Linked DNA regions of Mus musculus: region 1 is linked to region 2. Evidence: chromatin contacts called from public promoter capture Hi-C data. All regions are on one chromosome and are shown on one strand. The core of a region is the stretch at or near the end of the contact, and the rest is flanking DNA. Distances in the headings are between cores, read along the strand shown. Region 1 holds the start of 2700070H01Rik (RIKEN cDNA 2700070H01 gene). Region 2 holds the start of Serpine3 (serpin peptidase inhibitor, clade E (nexin, plasminogen activator inhibitor type 1), member 3).

Region 1 (4,343 bases), core at 23-2,522, 390 kb before region 2:
GCCTGAACTTACTTGATTCCCCTGCCTCCATCTCCTGAGTGCTGGGATTACAGCACTGAGCAGCACCGTTTATGCAGTGCTGAGAATGGAACCCAGGGTTTCCTGTGTGCTAGGCAAGCACTCTACCGATTTAGCCACACCCCTGCTCTCTTCTAATAATAAGGTGCTTGCAATGCATACATAATCACTGTGTATACTAGCCTGGGCAAGGACAGAAAGACCAAAATGGGTCCTGCGATCCAGCATACAGGGATGCCAGCCACCTTTGGGAAGGTCACTGGGCCCCTATTCACACACTCAACAGGAGGTGCAGTCAGACTGACTGGGATAGAGAAGTCAGATGGAGCCGCACACTTTCCGAGGCCACCACCCTGTGGATCTTGATAACTGACCAGGATGACTGATGGCTTCCTCCATGCTGGGCATGATGCACTGATTCAGTTGCCACTTGACTCTTGCAGCCTAGCTTGAAGACAGGACCAGTCATAACCGCCTCTCGTAGGTTACTTGCTGAGGTCTAGAAGTGTTCTAAGACTTTGCTGAAGGTCACATGTTGTGGAAGTCTCGAGAGTCTGCCCCTGGGTAGACAACATCATGAGCACCATCATTAAATGCTGAACCAGATTGGAAAAAGATACTGATATCAAAGCCACCATGTCAGTCACATCATCTGGTGGGACATGGCTGCCACCCCATCACCTATAGGAGGCCTCTACCACACCACTGCAGTGCCAGGGCAGAACAGGGGGTGATGGGGCCCTGGCACAGTTAGAATCCTAGACTTCCATTTCTGGACTGGGTGAAATGACTCTCTTGCACAGAGTAAAGGCACTGTGGACTCTCCAGAATCATCCGTGCAATCAACCAACCAATCAATCAATCAATACAAACCAAAACCATGATAACCACAAAAAGTCAGGTGGTGTATATGTGTGCAACCCTAGCCCCTGGAAGGCAGAGGCAGTGGATCCCTGGGCTTGGTGGCCAGCCAGTGTAGCCTTCTTGCTGAGTTCCAGGCCACTGAGTAGTGTCTAAAACCAAGAATGAATACCTGAGGCTGTTCACAAGCACACACGCATGCAAGCATGCATGCATGCACACATGCATACACAGAGCCTCCTCAGTCCTTCGTTGGCTATTTGTGTGGTGGCTGTCCTTTGTAGTTATGTGTACCCAAGGATAGCACAGAGGGAGACGTCGGGGGGGGGGGGGGGGCTACATGCAGGAGTAGGGCTCACCCAGTATCCAGGACCCAAGAACAAAGCCGAAGCCTCCCTGATTTAAAGGCGGCAGCTGATGCTCCGCAGAACCAGGTCTGTGCCAAAGTAGGCAGAGCCCAGGGCCAGCCTCCTCCCCTCCCGTTGATCCCTCTGCTGGCCTGGAGGGAGGCTGGTGGCTGATAGGAGCTGGTTCCTCAGATGAGGTCATTTGTTTTGGTGCCAGGGGAAGGGAGGTGGTGGAGGCAGGGGCCCTGCTGTCTGCTCTCCGCTTGCTGGCGCCACAGGGTGGACAGCCTGGGTCTTGTCTGGACAGTGCCTCATTCTGAGAATGATGAGAAGAGACTCAGAGGGCAGGGAGTGGCCAGGCAGCCCATGCTTGAGGTCTGGAAGAGAAAATGGGAGCTCAACTGAAAGGCTGGGCTAGCCTCTTTCCTGGTTCTCTCAGGGGTCTGGTGAGCTCTGACTGGACCCTGAACTAGCCTACCACACGCAGAAGGAACAATTATGCTCCCCCGGACATCTGTGCTGCTATTCTGAAACACTTCCAGCATTTGTTGTTATCCTAGGAGGCCTTTCCAGCTCTTTGGGGTTTTCAGAGGCTACCCAGGAAAGCTTGTTAGTTACTTTTTTTTTTTTTTTTTCTGGGATGATGTGACCCACTTCCTAGCTCCACTCACTGATTAAAAGCTCCCAATGTGTCTATGAGGCCCAAGAACTCATTAAGAAATATTGTGGATGACAGGTCTTCTGTGTGCAAGTGGATTGAGGGGCTCTTAAAATGTTTGGGTTCATATACAGGTTCCCAGAGTGTTCTCAACACTTTCTTCATCCTCTTCCTCCTCACTCACCCACCAGAAACAGCCCCTTCCCTGCTTTGGACACAGTGCCATGTTCTTAAAATTCAAGTGAGTGGCAGTCCGTGGGGTTACTGTTGCGCCCAGCTTCTCTTCCCCATTGTTTTGTCTGGGAGGTTGCCTACAATGCTGCGTTGTGAGTAGCAGAAGGTTTTTTTTTAGCTTGGGTGTGTTCCATTTAAAAGCACTCCAATATTGGGCTAGTGAGACAGCTCAGGGTCATCTCTGCGCCACTCCTAGAACCTATGTACAAAGAGAGAAGGGAAGGGAAAAAAAGAAACCAACTCGACAAAGCTGTCTCCTGACCTCCACACATGGGTTGTAGCATGCACATGCACAACACACACACAGACACACGCACATGCATGCACACACCACCCACATTTCACTCGAACATACACACATGCAAATGCACACACACACACACATCATATCTTCATAGAAGTAATCTCAAGGACTTTCTAAAATTAACATTTGAAAGATTTTACTTGAAACTTTTAACCAGCTTCTAAGAATTTATTATTTGTTGTGTTTCTGGTTATTTTCCCTCTTGCCTTTTCCATGGGAAGAACGATTCACTTGATGTAGCCTACTAGTTCCTAAAATGCCATTTGTGCTCTATTTCAGGTAAAATGATGATAAAGCAATCCTATGGCTCCCTCTTTATAATTTCCTATCTCTGATTCATTTTGAGTTTATTCTGGGATAAGGTCTGCATGAGCCACCAGCCTTATTATTTCAGAGCGGCATCCCTAATTAATGAACAATGTATTGTTGTCCCTACTGACCGAATGACTTGTTGTTGGTCCTATTAATTGAAAGGTCCTTGTCTTTCCTCTGCTGCTTGTCAATGCAGCTGGTCACGTCCTGTTATCGGCTTCCTTGGTTAAGGCTTGGATATCTAGGAGGAGACTTAGGCGGACTCCTCATCTTCTGAATTTCTGATGACAATCTTATTTAAAAACTTTATTAAGGAGCTTGAGGTTCAGTCTGCGTGATTCAAAGATTTTGTGGGATTACACTCATATTTAAAGTTGACAGGAAGGAGGTGACCAGGATGCTGTATTAGATGTCTTTATCTTTGCATCCTTGAACATCTTTTATTGATTCCTTCTTCAAAGTTTAAAGCCATCTTCACAGGTGTTGGCCTGTTCCTTGTTACCCTTGTTCTATGTGTTGTCTTTTGTTGTTTACTGTTGAGAAGAGGTTTGTTTGTTTGTTTGTTTGTTTATCTGTGCAGGTGAGTCGAACATGGGGACATTTTGATTCGCCTCACTGTCTTTTGGATGGTGGTTATGTGACCCAACTCTGAATGAGGAATATCTGATGATCTAGCTGGGTGTTTCGAAGATTAGAAATATTGTGTGAGTCATTAAGAAATGAATTTGGGGGACTGAAGAGATGGCTCAGTGGTTAAGAACACTGACTGTTCTTTCAGAGGTCCTGAGTTCAATTCCCAGCAACCACATGGTGGCTCACAACCATCTGTAATGGGTCTGACACCCTCTTCTGGTGTGTCTGAAGACAGCATCAGGGTACTCATATAAATAAATAATTCCAAAAACATTAACAAAGAAATGGATTCGACTTATATGTCCATTGAATGAATGAATAACGAAAATGTGATTCACACACAAAGGAAAATGAAATTAGCAGGAAAAAAAAAAAAACGATGAAACTGGAATGCATTACTCTGAGTAAGGTAACCGAGAAGACAAATGTTATCCAGGCAGTGGTGGCGCACACCTTTAATGCTAGCACTTAGGAGGCAGAGGCAGGCAGATTACTGAGTTCGAAACCAGCCTGGTCTACAGAGTGAGTTCCAGGACAACCAGGACTACACAGAGAAACCCTGTCTGGAAAAAGCAAAAAACAAAAAAACAAAAAAACAAAGGAGGAGGAGGAGGAGGAGGAGGAGGAGGAGGGAGAGGAGGAGAAGGAGAAGGAGAAGACAAATGCTACATATTCTCCCTCATATGTGGGTGTGGGTCCTGGCTTTGAAGGATTTATGTATTTAATTTGGAAGTATCTGTAGAGCCCAGGAGGCTAGAAAGGGCCATAAGAGGGAGAAGGAAGGAGGCTTTAAAGGGAGATGGGGGTGTGGGGCTCTGGAATTGTGGTGGTGGTGGTGGGCAGGAATACTGGGAATTAAAGACTTAAGCAGGAACTGTGGCAAGGGAAAGAGGAGAGGAGAAGATGGGGTGGAATCAGAAGAAGGATTGAAGAAGCTGAAGAGGAGGGCGACCCCATGGGAAGACCAGCGTCTCAA
Region 2 (4,284 bases), core at 764-3,263:
AAAGTGAGTTCCAGGACAGCCAGGGCTATACAGAGAAACCCTGTCTCAAAAAAACAAACAAACAAACAAACAAAACAAAACAAAAAAAAGTGCATTTAAGCCCAGCCTGCCTTTTATTGACTGTGTGACTTCCAGCAAGTTGTCTCCACCCTCTGCCTATCTACTTCCCCAAATAGGGGTGCCAATGAAACCACCAACTTCAAAAGGCAATCAGTGACTGTTTAGAAGGTGTTCCCCACCTCTCCCAGCCACAGCAAGCATTCTAAAAGGGACAGTGACTCAAAACTGTGGTATTGCCATGAGGCTAGAAGGAAGTCCCCACAATCAAGAACAGCCATGGTAAAAGTCTGAGTGCTTCACGAATGGCCATGCCTCTCTCCCTGTGCACACTGGGATCTGCGCTCCCCGCCCAGAGCACTTGAGCAGGGTGGAGCAGGGAGCAGGGCTGAGAGAAGCAGGAGAGAGGAGCCTCTTACCTTGCACTGTATAGCCGAGGGCCCCAGCCAGCTGCCAGCCGGTGTTGCCCCTGGCTCCAAACTGCAGGATCTCCAGGGAGAGGGACACACTGGCCGGTGAGATGACGAAGTTTGTCCCGTTTCTCTCTGCTGCTGCACTCCGGTAAAGGTGGAGGGCAAACTCAGTCTTCAGCAGCCACAGGCCTTCACTGAGGGGGCTGCCCCCTCCTGCTGAGAAGCAGGAGGAGAGAAGAAAGAAGGTGACCTGCAGGAGAGGCAGCATGGAGACTGGACACCTGCAGTTCAGAGGGAGGGGAAGTACAGAGAGAATGCTGGTGACAAGGAAGACAAGGTGACAAGGCTCATCATCTGGGAACTGGGGCACCTGGCTCTGTTTTCAGTGGCCAGGTATGGCCCAAAGGACAGTCTCGCTTCACTTTCTTGCTTACCCACCATGCTCCTACATGTCTAGGATGCTTGGTTGGGCTGGGATCTTTTTGAAAACTCAACCCCGTGCTGGAAGATCTGCTCCTCTTACTGTACGTGAGGCCTTGGAAAAGTCCTGGTTATAGTGAAACAAGTCATTATGTTAAGAAATGTCAAAGTGCATCCTATGGTTTCCTAGTACTTAGCCTGCTTATAGCTGAGCCATGTTTCTTATGAGTCATTATAATATTAACCATACTCAAAGTTTATCTTTTAGGCTAAAAAGATTATATATTCTTGGTTGATATTCTCACATCCATACTAGGTATCGTAACTATAGTCATGGGGGCTGTGCTCTAGAGAACTCAGTGACTCACTGGTAGGGGGAGAATAACAGAGTTATGACAGATCCTGGCCTTTAAGAGTACTACATAAAATATTAAGAACATATATGTATGTTCTAAGAGTGATGAATGGGATAGCTGGGCCTAGAATATTAGATTTCATGCTACGTAGTAGATTATTCCACAGAGTAGAACAATAATAATAGAAAGCTCCTCCTCAGAACTGTGTCCTCCCAGGAAGAGGGGCTACCATGAGTAGCAAAGGAATCCAGAAGGGAGCAAGAAGAGCAGAGCAGAGCACTTTCACTACAGTAGCAATCTTTGCTAATTGCTTCAACTGTGGAATCAGACTAGGCCAATGGGAGAGAAATACCCAGTCCAAAGCACTTCCTATACAAGCTTATAAGCAAAGGCCTGGGCTCAGTGGAATTCCCTTTAAATAAAGATCTAAGAGAAAAAGCCATGTTTCCCAGCTCTTCCCTTCAGGGCTGAACACAAATACACGTGACCTCGGAACCCACGGAGTGGGAATTTGCATGGGTGCGTATGTCTAGAGAGAAAGTAGGCTTTACTCTAAGGTCATTAGTGAAAGCTTCAAGTCCTACTTTGAGAGTTCGTGCAGCTTCTATCAGCTTCCGAGACAAGAGCACTTGCAACCCTTAGCAAATAGACTTTGATGCCCAGACTCCTGGTGACCCAGGTCCTGCCATGACTACCAGGGATGTGTTGTATACTCACCGACTCTTTAATCAAATGGTAGTTTCCTTGTTTGATTCTGTTCTTGTGCCTTGAGCATCAACATGCTGCCCTTTTTAAAAGAGTAGGAGCAGAATGTGCCCCGAATCACAAGACATCCCAGGGAGGAAGCTGGTAATTGCCGTCTCTGCCGGCGATGTCTCTACCACTCCGTCCAAATTCCTGGAGCCTGGACGTTCTGCAGGGAGCCAGGAGAAGCATCTCAGCTGTAGGCAGCAAAGCCCAGATGAGAGCAGAGTATGCCTCGGGGACAGAGCCAGCCATGCCCATCAAGCCTTCTAAGGCTTGTGACCTGGTTGTACCAGCAAGGAACCCTCCATCTAGCCCTTTATGACTTTGAAGAATTCCGAGATAACTCTGGGTTTTTGCTGGGTGCCAGGTACCTAGTGCCTCTCTCCTCCTCCTGGAAACAAAACAATAGGTCAGTCTTTGAGCATGGCCTGGAACTTTCAGCAAGTGCAGGGCTGAAAAAGAAAAAAAAGCAAGCAGTGCAAAGTCTGGTTCAATCAGGTTAGAGCAAGACAGCTGGCCTCATCCATTATTAACAAAATCGAGTGTACCTGCTGTGTAATATGAGCCCTAGAACAGTCCTCAGATACAGTGCAACAAGCCCACTATAATAATTTAAGAAAGAGAGATCCCATGGGGGGTCCCTTTAACTTGACAAGTACTCACACCCCTATAATCAGTGGGCAATTCACTTTAAAGTTTAATCATAGATATTCAATCCAAGGGTATTTTGGGTCTTAGGATAGTTACAGTTCTGTAGCTGTTTCATATGAAATCTCTTCAAATCTTGAATTTTGATGTAAATTCACCATTGTGTGTCTTGGACTCTAAGCTACAGTATGGCAGGGGAAAGAAATGTATTTAACTTCTGTCAAAGTACCCAGAGAAAGCATTCATTCCATCTATTCGTGCATCCAAGAACTAGCTCCTGATTGCCTGCTGGGCCCCAAGGCTCTAGGCCTGGTTGGGGAATGTAGCATTGAATCAGCAGCCTGGGCTACACTCTCACTGGACTCTTGTCTTTCACTTTGAACGTGGACTTTAGATGTTTACACTGACAGCGTTAAACAGAAAGCTGCAGTAAATCCAAGGGCTTTTTGCGATGCCTCAAGGTTCTTAAGGTGGACTGACTTTAGCTAAAGTCGATTAATTAAGTAATTGCCAATAGCAGTACGGAGAGATGCCTGAGAAACGACTTCTGAAATTGGGCAATCTGGCTGTGTCACTTCTGTGAATGTGATTTCCTAACTTTATGAATGTACAATTCTAAACTGCTTTTGAAAACATTTTCATGAAACAATGCCAGGAAAACTTTAAATGCTCGAGACATTTCTCACATGGACTAAATATTTCAATGTGTGGATGAATAAAATATGAATAGCAACTGATGTTGCTTTGGGGTACTCAGCAGAAGCTGGTGTGTCATCATGGTGTCTGACCAGTTATAGAGATTGCATGTTGGCATCCATCTTGCCAGGATTGGTTATTTATATGGATATTGGTTATTCATAGCCGTAAAAACAAGCAAAGTGAACATTATTGAGTATATCCTCCATGCTCTATGAAGTTAGAAATTTTCCATTCACAGCTGCACATTGTGTGAATCCCCATGACAGTGCCATGAGCACACATATTACTCCCATTTCACAGAGGGAGAAATTAAGACAGAAGAACTCAAGATTCTGTTGAGGCTTGAACTTATATCCCCTGCTTTTACTCTCAGGCTTATGTTATTTCCCACAGCCTCAGTGGTGTCTGTTAAAGGAGCCAAGACATTGGATCTTTTGAACTCCCCATGGGATTCTAAGGCTTTTGATAGTCTATCCAGACTCTATGGATTGGTGACATGCTTCTAGACTGCTTTCATTTCTCAGGGCTGTTCTGGTGAAGCACCTCTAGACAGACAAAGTATGGTGCTTTTAGATTACGATGCTTCTTCTCATTTGTTCTGGTCACCCTGGTGATACCTACTTTAGCTCCTTCTCTCTCCCTTTAGGACTCACTAGTTCTTAGCCTATTTCCAACTAGGGACTTTCCAGCAAGCACATGTAGCTGGAAGGCACACGCTATTTCCACCTTCTGGATTCACCAGAGCCCTTGCCAGCTGCCTTTCATTGTCCTATCCCATCTTGAAACCCAGAATCAGTCCACACTGTCTCAGGGGAAACTTGTTTCAAGTTCCTTGACCAGGCCACTGAAGGCATCAAATTATAGTTGACAAGCTGAAGACCTGAAAAGAGTTGTATTTATTCTCCCAACCAACCAACCAACAAAAATGAAACCAGAAGAATCAA

What was found. Capture Hi-C pulls out chosen DNA fragments and counts their contacts.
Region 1: a promoter capture Hi-C map of adipose tissue shows a contact between it and region 2. The contact joins the promoter of 2700070H01Rik here to the promoter of Serpine3 in region 2. A contact is called at or near these places in 3 of 9 other capture datasets (adipose tissue, embryonic stem cells and liver).

What each region holds. Positions count from the first base shown.
Region 1 is chr14:63,052,002-63,056,344 of GRCm38.p6, reverse strand. It overlaps 2700070H01Rik (RIKEN cDNA 2700070H01 gene), which reads right to left and starts at 1,272. Exons shown (of 3, transcript NR_046019.1): 1 at 1,239-1,272; 2 at 393-578.
Region 2 is chr14:62,661,396-62,665,679 of GRCm38.p6, reverse strand. Serpine3 (serpin peptidase inhibitor, clade E (nexin, plasminogen activator inhibitor type 1), member 3) reads right to left here and starts at 2,013. Exons shown (of 9, transcript NM_001199945.1): 1 at 1,964-2,013; 2 at 477-751. The coding sequence starts at 738.